Regions from separate parts of the Columba livia genome. Here region 1 is linked to region 2. Evidence: chromatin contacts called from public Hi-C data. All regions are on one chromosome and are shown on one strand. Each heading gives the region's core, a stretch centred on a gene start, on an enhancer-like site or on the middle of the called end of the contact. The rest is flanking DNA. Distances are from core to core; before and after follow the strand shown.

Region 1 (5,781 bases), core at 1,903-4,402, 58 kb after region 2:
AACTAAACTTGAAAATGTGTTAAAGCAACGTTGCAGGTACCTGGCTAAAGTGGTAAAACCTGCAAGCGCGTAACTTTCTGAGCAGCCTGGCAGGGGCTGAGCCAAAGGAAGGGATTAGGGCAACATGTGTCCAATGCAGAACACAGTAACTATTTAATCAGGGTAACAGAGTACATGTGTATTTACTTGCCAGCAGTGGCAGGGTAAGTACTGCACCCCACCAGAGGGTACCACAGCCAAAAAACATACTGCTGTCCCTGTCATAGCGAAGGTATGGAAGGCATAGGAAGGGCTCAATCTATCAGAAAGAGGAATGTAAGACTTCTTATTTACTGAAACACCACAGGAAGAGCAGCAGTAAAATAGGAAACAATAGGTTACACAGCTAGCAGTTTCTTATTTGCACGCTTGAATCTGGGAGTTCTTCGATTTTATTTTGGTTTGTTTAGTTTTTAGTTCTCTTCTACTTATTCTGAAAAGGCTCTTGATGTATTTTGCATTTATCCAGGAGACTAAATTACAACTGGGGAGAGAGGAGGGGAAAGAAAGAAAAAAAAAAATGTATTTTCAAGTGACAAGGTATCTTATGTAAAAGTTGTCCACTATCAGTCATTTTTTAGTCAATCACATCAACAGAAACTAGCGAATTACTTTTAAAAGCCTTAAAAGCCTTCAGCTAAAAATGAGTTTAAGATTAATCCACATTTCCTTAGCAGGATGCTGCTTGCCTCTAAATAAAATATATATATATATATATATTTACAAAACTCTGATGTGACAACCTTCCTAGCTATGCAATTAAAAATACATAAACAGAGAATGAGAGTCGAATTTTTTTTTTTAAAGGGAAATATTACAGATGCTATAAAGTGAAGTAAAACTGGAAGACAAACAGTTCTGCTACAGCACTGCAGTTGGTTGGCCCTGCCTGGACCTAAGTCGGGAACATACCAGGATGCACTGATACCATGCTAGGTGCGTGCACTTCGCACATTTACTGGCATCATTTAATCCCTCGCAGGGCGGAGGAGGCTCTGCCTTTACATAGATAGCTAAAGCTTATTCTGACAACACTGTCACGCAACAGTGCCACAAAACTATGTGCTCTGCCTCTGCTGCACGCAGGGGCACAGGTGGGTGACACTTTCTCAAGGGAGGTCTCAGAGGAAGAGGATTTGTTCACAGCAGCGTTAAGCGTCACCCACAGCTGGAGGGGACGACAGTCCCAGCGCAGCCACTGTCACGAGGGCTAGCGTGGCCACACAGCCCCAAGCGAAGTGATGCCAGGCTCAGGGCCACCCGAGGTGCCTGCGGTCCCCCCGGGACCTGGTGAGTGGGGGGTGGGGAACCGGGGTCAGGGCAGTGCTCTGGTCCCTGGCCCTACAGCCTGGCTTTGAGCATCACTGGCCGCTCAGTTCCAGCCTGTGCAAGGCTGAGCACAAATCCCTGTCACCAACAGGTTACTGCTACGGCTACAGAGACCGCACTGCAGGAGGAAACTCTGTCCCACTATTTAACAGGAGAAAAAACTCTCCCTCAACCAAGTTTAACAGAGCCATCAAGACAAATACGGCCGCTTACTCATTAAACACACGGTATTTTTGCAACCCTTGTCCTGCCTCCGCTCTTTCCCCATCCCTGTTTGCTTCTGTCCCCTCCTAGCCGCCCGACGGCAAACGCTGCCGCGCCGGCACGGCTGGCGGCACGGCACCCCCCCCCCGCACCGGGCCGGGCAGCCCCAGGGGACGCGGCAGTGCCTCCGCAGCGCCCGACGGCCACCCCCACGACACGGGTGTTGAACCCCAGCCCTGGCCGGTCGCCCCGGTGCAGCCGGAGGCGGCGGCGCACTCGCCAGGTTTGCCCGCGGACGGCGCCGTGACACGGCGTGAACTTTTGCTTTCGGCGGGGCAGGGCGGGGAGTGGGGGGGAGGCGGAGAGAGGCAAGCGGGGGGGGCGGCCCCAGCCCCTCCTGCGCCCCGCGGGGAGAGAGCGAAAATGCTTTTTCGCCTTCGGATTTCTCCCTTAGGAAAGCTAAGGGAAAAAAAAAAAAAAAAAAAAGTAAAAAGTAAAATTTTAAGGGTAAGAAAGAGACATTGAACCGGAGCGCTGCAAACTCCGCGGCGGGTAGCGAGAAGCCCAGGCGAGGGCGGCGTGACCCGCCGTTCGCAGCGCCGCAGCTCCCTGCCCGGGCGGCAGCGTGTGCAGCGCCGAACACGGCGCCCGCAGCTCCGCGACGGAGCTTCCCGGGACCCCCTTCCGACGGGGAATCGCCCGCCGCCCGCCCCTCACCTTCCAGCCAGCCGAGCTGTTGCTGTCGCCTTTATCCTTGAAGTAGGGGACACTCTTGACCATCCACTCATAGATCTGGGAGAGGGTGAGCCGCTTCTCGGGGGAGCTCTCGATGGCCTTGGTGATGAGGTCCGCGTAGGACAGGTTGCCCCAGGCGTTACGGCGCGATGAGCTGCTTTTGCGGGGCTGCCCGGCCACGGGGCCCGGCGACAGACCCGCCACGGGAGGCGGCACTGGCGGCACCGGCGGCGGCCCCGGCGGGTGGAGGCGGCAGCCTGCCTCGGGCGCCGAGAAGTCCCCACACCGGCAAGCGGTCGCCTCCGGGGGAACGGCGGCGGGGGGCAGCGGCGCGAAGTCCTCGCTCTCCTCTAGCAGGCTGAGGTTGCTGATGAAGTCGGCGCTGAGCCCTCCCGAGGCGGCAGCCCCGGCCGCGGCCCCGGCCGCCCCGTCGGGCTGCCCGCCGCACGACGGCGCCGGGCTGGAGGTGGCCGAGCTGGAGGGATTGAACTCCGGCCGCGGCAGGGGCCAGGTGCAGGAGCGGGGCCGCGGCAGCGGCTCGAAGTCGGGGTCGATGTCCACCAGCTGCGGTGCCTCGGCCATGGTGGGGCCGGGGCGGGAGCGCGGCGGCAGCGGCTGCAGCAGCGGGGCGGCTGGACTCAGCGCCGCCGCCCCATGCAGGCTCCGAGCGCGGACGGGCGCAACCCCGACGGCGCGGCCGCCAACTCGCCTCGCGGCTCCGGCCCAGCCGCCCAGCCCCTCTCCGGTTCCCGGCTCCCTAACCTCGGCGGCAGCAGCAACAGCAGCGACACGGCCGCCCGGCGCGCACCGACTGGAGCGACCGCCCCACGCGGGCCCGCCTCCAGCCTTCCTCCTCCTTCTCCTCCCGGGGGGGAGGGACGGCCAGCACCGCGCCAATGGCAGCGCCGCTCCGCCCGCCCGCCTCCCGCCGCGGGGCCGGTTTGGCAGGAGGGTGCCGGTCCCCCCGTGCTGTTACTGGGTGGTTTTTGTTTTCCGGCGGCGGAGGTGGGTGAGAAGCGGCGGGCAGCCCGCAGTACCCCCCCGCAGCCCCGGGCTCGGCGCCGACGAGGGGCTGCGCGGGTGGTGCCGGAGCTCACTTGCCCCGCCGGGGAGGGAGTGCCCTTCGGCCGCGGGCTGCGAAAGAAATAACAACTCTGCTCGCACGGCGAGCTGCGGAGGATCGCCACGGAAAGTGCCCCCGCAAGTGTTTCTGCCTTGGTTGCTGCCGGCAGGGTACTGCCGCTCGCACCGACGGCCGCGGTGATCGTCGCTCCTGGGGACCGACGGGGGCCCGGAGACATCCCGCGGCTGCAGCGGCGCGGCTGGGGTTGCACGGGGGTCCGGGCGGCTCCCCGCTCCCAGCAGCAGCCCAGCGGCGGTGGCTCCGTGCGGAGCGCTGCTGCCGCCCTTCCGCCCGCCCGGTGGGAGTCCGGACAGCTCCCGCGCCGGGGGACGGGACCGGGGGCTGGGACAGCTGCCCTGCCTCCCTCTCTCCTTCCCTCCCTGACCGGCTCCTCGCCAGAAAATGTCTGCGCCTCCCGAAGTGATAAACCTCCCCCTCGACTGAGCGTGTTTTCATACTGTGAGCTGGAGTTTTATGCCGTGGGCAGGCACGGGAGCACAGGATAATTTCGAGTCAACTATCAAACAGATAATTTCCCGGCAAACCCCAAAACCACACAGTTTACTAAGGCTTGTAGTCCTCTCTTCCAAAGAGGCAGCAGTTACAGGACATGCCACCTCTGCCTCCGGAGCTCATAAACATGCATAGATATATGGTCAAGGCAACACAGAAGCATTATTCTGTTTAAAATTAAAAGGAATACATTTGCTTAAGCTACGGAAACTATCCCGGGGATGAGCCACAACTCAACACCTTGCTCAAACTGTCAAACCCTACTTTTTAGAAAACCTATTTCATTTTCAATAGGAGTGCTTTTAAAAAACGTACTTCAGACATGGGTTAGTAAGTCACAAAATTCACAACCAGGCATGCCATTTGATGTTGTCTGTCAAAGAACCACTGGAGCAGGGTAACTGTCACCATTGAGATGGCAAACCCGTTACTCTTCCCTCACTCTCTGCATCAAGGCAGAGAGCGTTAATGGTATTTAAATGTGGCTTGTTGTTCCTATGAAGATATTTTCTGAAAATGAGTAACAATAATGAAGGAGAGTACAAGACTGGATTTAGGCCCACAGCATATAATTTACCGACAGATCATACATCTACATACGCATACTGTCTATTATGAAAATACTTTTAAAGATATGTGATGACACCTAACTGCATAGCTAGTGCAACATATGCATAAGTGCATAGTAACTTATCAAATTTTAAAGCATTGGTTTTGTCATGTTTATTTTCCTGAATGCCAAAGGTGTTATACCTTATTATAGGTTGGCTGCTTGTCAAATTTCAGACTTGCTTTGCCTTGAAGTCATTTCTGTGTTTTCCAAATCCTGCAAATGATTCAGCCCACAAATCTATATCGTTTAGCCCACGCGTTTTACAAAAGTGCTTTTTTTCAGTTAAAAAAAAAATAGTCCCAGTTCAACCTAATAACTTGCATGCCACGTTTCAGCTTGGAACGGTTTTATCCGGCAGCGTTACACAACTCAGCTACAGTAGTTGCCCTGCAGTAAGGGAGAGCACCCTGCCTTGGAGAAGCAGAGATTATATAATGGTGAGAAGCAGCCAGGGCTGCGTGGCGAATGAACATGCTTAAATGGGAGCCAAAACAAAAGAAGTGCCCAAGAACACTGAAACATTTTCTTTCTCTTTCCTTGGCGTCTGAATAAAAAAGAAAAAGAGGCAGACTGGCACCTATCCTGCTAATGGAAATGGATTTATTACCCAGGCTTTCTTCTAAGGATTTTTTGTTAAATCTTGCACTCCTTGCTTTTACATTTTGTCAAAAGTAGAGATGTTATTCCCTGACCTCTATTGGTATACGCAAATGTTAAAAAAAGATAGCTTTCCTTTGTCACACGCCAACTGTGAAAACTGGGAAGAAAGCTACTGTTGGGAGATTTTAGGAAGCTCTGGTGTGTTTGTAGTTCATTGCCAGCTTGTTTTGCAGGATAAGGGTTGTATTGCCCTTTCTTGGCCCTACATGGTGTTACCATTGCTCACCTCACATTCTTGGTATGGCTCTGCTTGCTTTGTGCCCCATGCCACTGATGTTCTTGCAGCTCAAACCTCTGCAGTGAATACATAGAGCAGTTTGCAGTGAGGGGTGAGCAACATGGAGGTACAGAGTGAAAAAGCCAGAGCCTTCAAAATGCTGCATTTGCTCAGCAAGCGGGGCCCCATGACTCACAACGCAACAGGTGGTGCTTAGCTCTGCTGCGGGGATTTTGACTATTGCGTGCTATCGCTGGGCCCAGGTCTGCCGAGGGCTGCAGGAAGGCTGAAGGCTGATGAGATGATGCTCTGCACTTTCCTGGGCTGAGTAATCCAGGCAGTCTGCTC
Region 2 (5,522 bases), core at 556-3,055:
CTTCTAATACCTGAGAGCACAAGCTATCTTGAGCCAAGACTGACCAGAGGTACTGAAGCTCTTCATTACCTCCTTGGCCACAAGTAATGTTTCATGTTTTGTTCTTAAATATAAACAAACAAACGAACAAGAGAGAGAGAAAAAAAATATCCAAAAATCCAAAGCCTAAGCCCCCAGGTTGACCTGTTAACAAGTGTCTACCCTTCACATTACCAAGCTGTAGATAAACATTTTTTTTCCTTGTGTAATTTTCTGCTGAGTGCATGTAAAGAACATTATATCAACAGAAAAGCTGTCCTATATTTTTACATTATTGCTAAAAGGCCACAAGTTCAAAGAGTGCTGAAATAACCAGCCATAGATGCATAGACATTGGTAAGAGGGTGGGACAGTAGCACAAACTACATTAGGACCCATAGTCTGTGCTAGGACTGCAATTCACACACAAGTAGGAGGGAACCACAAAACAACATATTAAATGGGTAAACCAGAAATTAGACCTCGATGGCAGGTAAATCACTGATGCAGCAGCTGCCTTCCATTCATAGTCATTTTTAGCAGGTTGTCTAAAGAAAAATTTCAGGGAGCAAAAGTAGAAAGACTGTTTCTAGAAAGCAGTAGTAAGGCTGGTCTTGACCAGCAGGCCAGTAGGACAATTGTCTCAAAACAGTATATGGCTGCCGGATGTACAAAAGCCCCGTTCTGTCTTTATTGTTTTCCTATCTTGTTCCTCCCATCTACCTTCTTTAAGTTTTTAACCTGACCCCCAAGGACCACCACGGCACCAAACCAAGAGGACAATGGAGCTTTGCACGTTTTGTGAGGCAAACCAGAGGACGAGCAACACAGCCACTGCACTGGTCTCTGACTGCTTTTGCTGTATTTCCCAACCCTGAGTGCTGCCTGTGACACCAGAATCTCTACAAATGTCTTCCTTCACCTTCTCTACCTGTCTTCCTGCATACATCTGCTTTCTCAAAGATGCACATCTTTCCCCATTGCCTATACATCCTGCTGACAGAAGAAAAGGAGCAAAGACTATAAGGGGGCATGCCAGGTGAAAACAGTCAACTCATAGGAGCTGGCTCAAATTCCCTGCAAGGGCCACGACACATTGTGGACCACGGAAAGCCAATGGCCAAAGCAGGCCTGGCCACCTGCAGAGATGCACAGAAATACTTGGTTATTCTTGGGGTCAAAGAGGAGACCTTCAGCAGATGAGGGTATCAAGGAGATGTTAAAGTCCTGTAGTCCTTACAGACAGCAGGGTCCTGAGATTATCCCCCCAACGAGTGCAGCTTCACCCCAAACAGGGACATGTGGTGCTCTTTGACGTTAGAAGACGGCAAAACATGGCCTCATGACCGCTCACTGTTCAACCAGCATAGCACAGAGTCAAACCACGTGCCTCACCTCAGAAGCCTTTCCACCTTCTCCTTCCCCTCCAAAGAACCATTTTTAACAAATTATCCCAGTTAAAGAAATACTAGCGACAATTCGAGCATTTCTTTACTCAGTTCTGAAAGAAAGACATTCTTTCTCATATTAACTAGTTAACGTAAGAGTGTATCTCTTCACTGCAGGTAAAGCCACAATCAAAATCTCATCCTCTATCTAGCTACAGGGTGTTAGGGAAGGCCTTGAAATTTTATTTTCAGCAGGTACAGCTAACGCATTGGGAGGGTAAGCCCAAAAATCCATCTTTGGACTTGCCCGTGGACACAAGGGATAACCAAGAAGCTTCATGAGGCCAGCCTGGCACAGCCCATTGTTTTCATTCGAGCGCCACAGCTGAATCCTCAGCTGACACAACTCCAGCTCTAGAAATGTCACAAGAAAGTTGTTCTGCACGTCTGTTGATTAGAAAGCCTCCTGCACCAGTTCATTTTTTTTTTTTTACTGTATTTTGTAAACATACCCAGTTGGCTCAGGCTTACTGTTTTCTATCAAAATAGGCATATCAAACACACAAAACATCAGGCAGAGAGAATACCGTGCTAAGGCTCAGTTCCCCCTTCCTGCAACAGAAGTGTTAAATATTTAAGAAATCACTGCTATTCCTTAGTCATCAAAAATGTTATAATTTGGTATTATTGTACTGAGGCCATCTGAGGTCACTCTCTGAGTAACAGAGCTGTCTCCTAACTCTGCCAGCAATGAAAAAAAAATTTTCCTAACAGGAAAAGGTTTGCGGCCCAGAGCTTGTTACATAAATTCCTGTTTTTCACGCAGCCAGCAGGACATTAAAGAAGCTATGATTTACTAACTTGGAAAAAGTGTTGAAGAGGTAAATCTTGTGAAAATATGCACTGCTGTTAATGATGTTGTGTCTACAAATCCTTGCCAGACACAAACATGACCTGATAAAAAAGTATAGTTTCAGCAGAGGATCTTGGCAGCGCGGCTGTCAGCTGCGAGATGTCTCCAGCCATGGCTTTCGGCCGGACTTCGGAGCAAAGCCTCCCAAAACCTGGCCTGAATGACGCAAAAAGCAAGTAGCCGCGTTTTGAAGCAGGTTTCCATGCTATGGCGACGCTTGCCAGGTCACTCTGAGAGCATTCCCACTGGAGTTTTACCCAAACGTTGCCAGGTCGGCAGCAGGGCTGCTGCCACCTGTGGGGTGTTTCCTGGGATTGAGTTTCCGCCCCTGAGATAAAGTGCAGAGAAGCCTCCGCTCCTGTTTGGTCTGACTTCATGCCCTGCTTCAGCATACAGACCGGGAATTGTGGCTATGCTTGTCGCTACTCGCTGATTTAAGAGCCAAAATATGCAAAATCAGTATCTGCTAAATGCAATGTGACGAGCACATGCTAGCTAGCGAAACACGTGAAGCCAAGAAAACTATTCATTTGAACCTACATATTTATATAATTCAGCTGCATTTCCAACATTTGCTACAGCTGAACCGCACTGCTGCAAGAATGCCCTGCTTGCTGATCTTGTAAGCAACAAAAAAACTCAAACTGCTTTATACTTTTAAACAATTAAAGAAATCAATGTCTCAGTCATTTAATCCCTGTGTGCAAGTAGCTCTGCTGATATCTAATACTGTATTTAAACCCAAGCGATACACTAAAACATGCAACTTAACTTGACTAATTGATGAAAAAAATCATACCACTATTACAATTAAACTTGAAGTATTTAATTATTTTTTCAGTAAATTGTTTTCATGTTTTACAAAAAGACAAACACCCCAAAACACAGTTGCTTTGTTAAATCTGATGACATTTTAGGCCTGTTCTCACTGAAGAGAGACCATAGAGTCGTGCTCCCTCACCCCGGTCCCTGGAGCACGCAAGGGAGAGGGAAGCTGAGCAGAACTCCTGCTGCAGAGCTTCTGTTTAATCCCACTGCGAAACTTTCCAACTGGAATCTAACTGGATCTGTGGGTATCCAGGGAGCTGCAAGACTCAAACCTTGGAAAAACACCTGTGAGTGCCCATGGTGTCTCCCACCCTCATACCCTCTCACGCACCTGTTCAACAACCACAGTGCTGTGGTAGCCAGCAAAAGGGAGAGCAAGGAATGGATGCAACAGTCGATACATTTTACAAAAACAAGCAGATTTGCTCTCAAGGTGCATATGCTGGTGGTATCGCAGTAAAGCCTGCCATGGTATCTCAGAAAAGAGATTCACCAGTAACTATGGCAGAAGGAGTTTGCCTCTGGAGGTGAATGCAGCCCTAACAAAGAGGGAGGCCATTAAAGCAAGACTGCTCCCACCATACACAGATCAACATTGCTATTAAAGTTAACAGTCTAATGAGTGCCTACCAATTTTTCTTTCAGAGGACTTCTCAGCAGTCCATTGCTTCCTACACCTCATCCAGGAGGACAGTTTACACATGTTGCTAGTCATCTTGCACTACCATCAGCTGCAAATACAGATTGGGGAACAGTATTAGACTGCTGTTCTCAGATCTCTCCAAACAAAGTCTGAAACGGATTGAGAAGCTGGAGAGAAACTTTCAGGGAATATGACACTCAAGACCACTTTTGCCATGACCCTCTAAGATAACTGCAATAGGAACACGCCTGGCAAGAAAATCAGGGTCAATTACTGGTAGAAGTTCAGAGACCCACCAGGTAACATCACTGCTGAGAGGCGTCTGCCATCATCACTGGTGGCTGGCACCAGGCATGTTAGCACGTCACATTACTGACAGCTTACAGGAGGACAAAGAACTAGCATAGTCCCTCTGTGGAGAGAGCATCAAAGCAAAAGCTTTGCAGCAGAGAAGGAAAGACCCTAAGATTCCCATATGCTGTTAAAGAGGACATCAGATCTGCCTTTCAAGGTCTGTGTATGGGGACTCTACAGCGGGTCCAGATGTTCAAATCAACATTCTCTTGGAGCCTTAGTGGCAAGCACCATTCTAAAAACAAGTTATGAAAAAAAAAAAAACCTCCTAGGAAAGTAGGCAAAGGACAAGAAGTCCACCACCACACTTGTCCAGGGTTCCTTCAGCATTAGCAGCCAGATGGCAGCAGCCGGGGATAACCATGGGAAGTGGCACCACGGAGCATTTGTCCAAAGCTGAGCTAGACCACACTCAGCCAAATGAGCAGGTCTGCTGGGAAGTTACACTGCTTGTACCCACTTTGCTGTGGTTTCCAACCATCCCATCACGTTTGCAGGGGCAGGGAGAGGAGGCTAAGGAGGAAAGAAAATATTGGTAATTCCAGATGTAGCAGAATTGCCTTTGGTACAACTGGCTGATGTAAGGCAATCTTGTTTGTCTCATCTAATGACTTTGAGATACCAGTTCAGATGCAGATGCTGCACATGGAGCTTGGAGCTTGACACTTTTGGTCACCCAAAAGTGTTTGTCATCAGATAGCACACTTGTTCATGAAACAGCCTTAGCCACATCTCTCTCTCAAAAGGGTTCCTGGTACTACAATACTCACCAACACCACCACACATCTGGCTGTAGCTTCGGAGGCTTCAGATGCTAATGAAATAGCTATCTTTGTCACCCAATTGGAGCATTCATTGATTACAGCTCAGAAACCTTCTCTGTTGTCAGGTAAGAGCATGGACAAAAAGCACGTCACATAGCCTCAGGTCAAAGAGTCATATTTAGAAGATGCTGGCAATTGGCCACCTGCAGCTGCATGAAGGTGGAAGGGCAGGATTTCCTCCCAAACAGGTCATGTTTTTTTGGGTCCTTTGTTCTTGGGGGGGGCGGGGGAGTGTGTGATTTTGTTTGACTTCATTTTTGTCCTGTGCTGTTACATGGTTAAGAAGTGTCAGCTGGAAAAAATGCAGAAACACTTCAGTCTTACTAGAGGGACTTTGCACTGTTTCTCTGTGCTTTTCACTACAGATGGTGACATAGGAAGAGTCTTTCCCAGATGACCACCCATGAAACACCACCTTCAAACATGGAAATACTTTCATAGGAGGATTCATTTTGTAAGATTTCAGTAATGCATCCCTTGTTCCACGCAAGAAAGTATAATAATGGGACAGACTGTATGTTATTCCTACATGGTTGCTATACATGTCTCTCCTG

What was found. A called contact is a pair of places that touch in the nucleus more often than the background predicts.
Region 1: a contact with region 2 is called in a Hi-C map of crop, with 1.6 times the contacts expected there. The contact joins the promoter of FOXO1 here to the enhancer-like site in region 2. A contact is called at or near these places in 2 of 2 Hi-C or Micro-C datasets (crop and liver).

The regions. Positions count from the first base shown.
Region 1 is chr1:29,434,879-29,440,659 of bColLiv1.pat.W.v2, forward strand. It overlaps FOXO1 (forkhead box O1), which reads right to left and starts at 3,153. Exons shown (of 3, transcript XM_065052524.1): 1 at 2,290-3,153. The coding sequence starts at 2,889.
Region 2 is chr1:29,378,121-29,383,642 of bColLiv1.pat.W.v2, forward strand. The region is part of intron 1 of FOXO1 (forkhead box O1); the gene reads right to left. Among named protein-coding and RNA genes, the nearest start is that of FOXO1, 57 kb to the right of the region's middle. Within about 2 kb of position 1,806, at least 1 of the 3 cell types and tissues checked has an H3K27ac peak away from gene starts, as active enhancers do.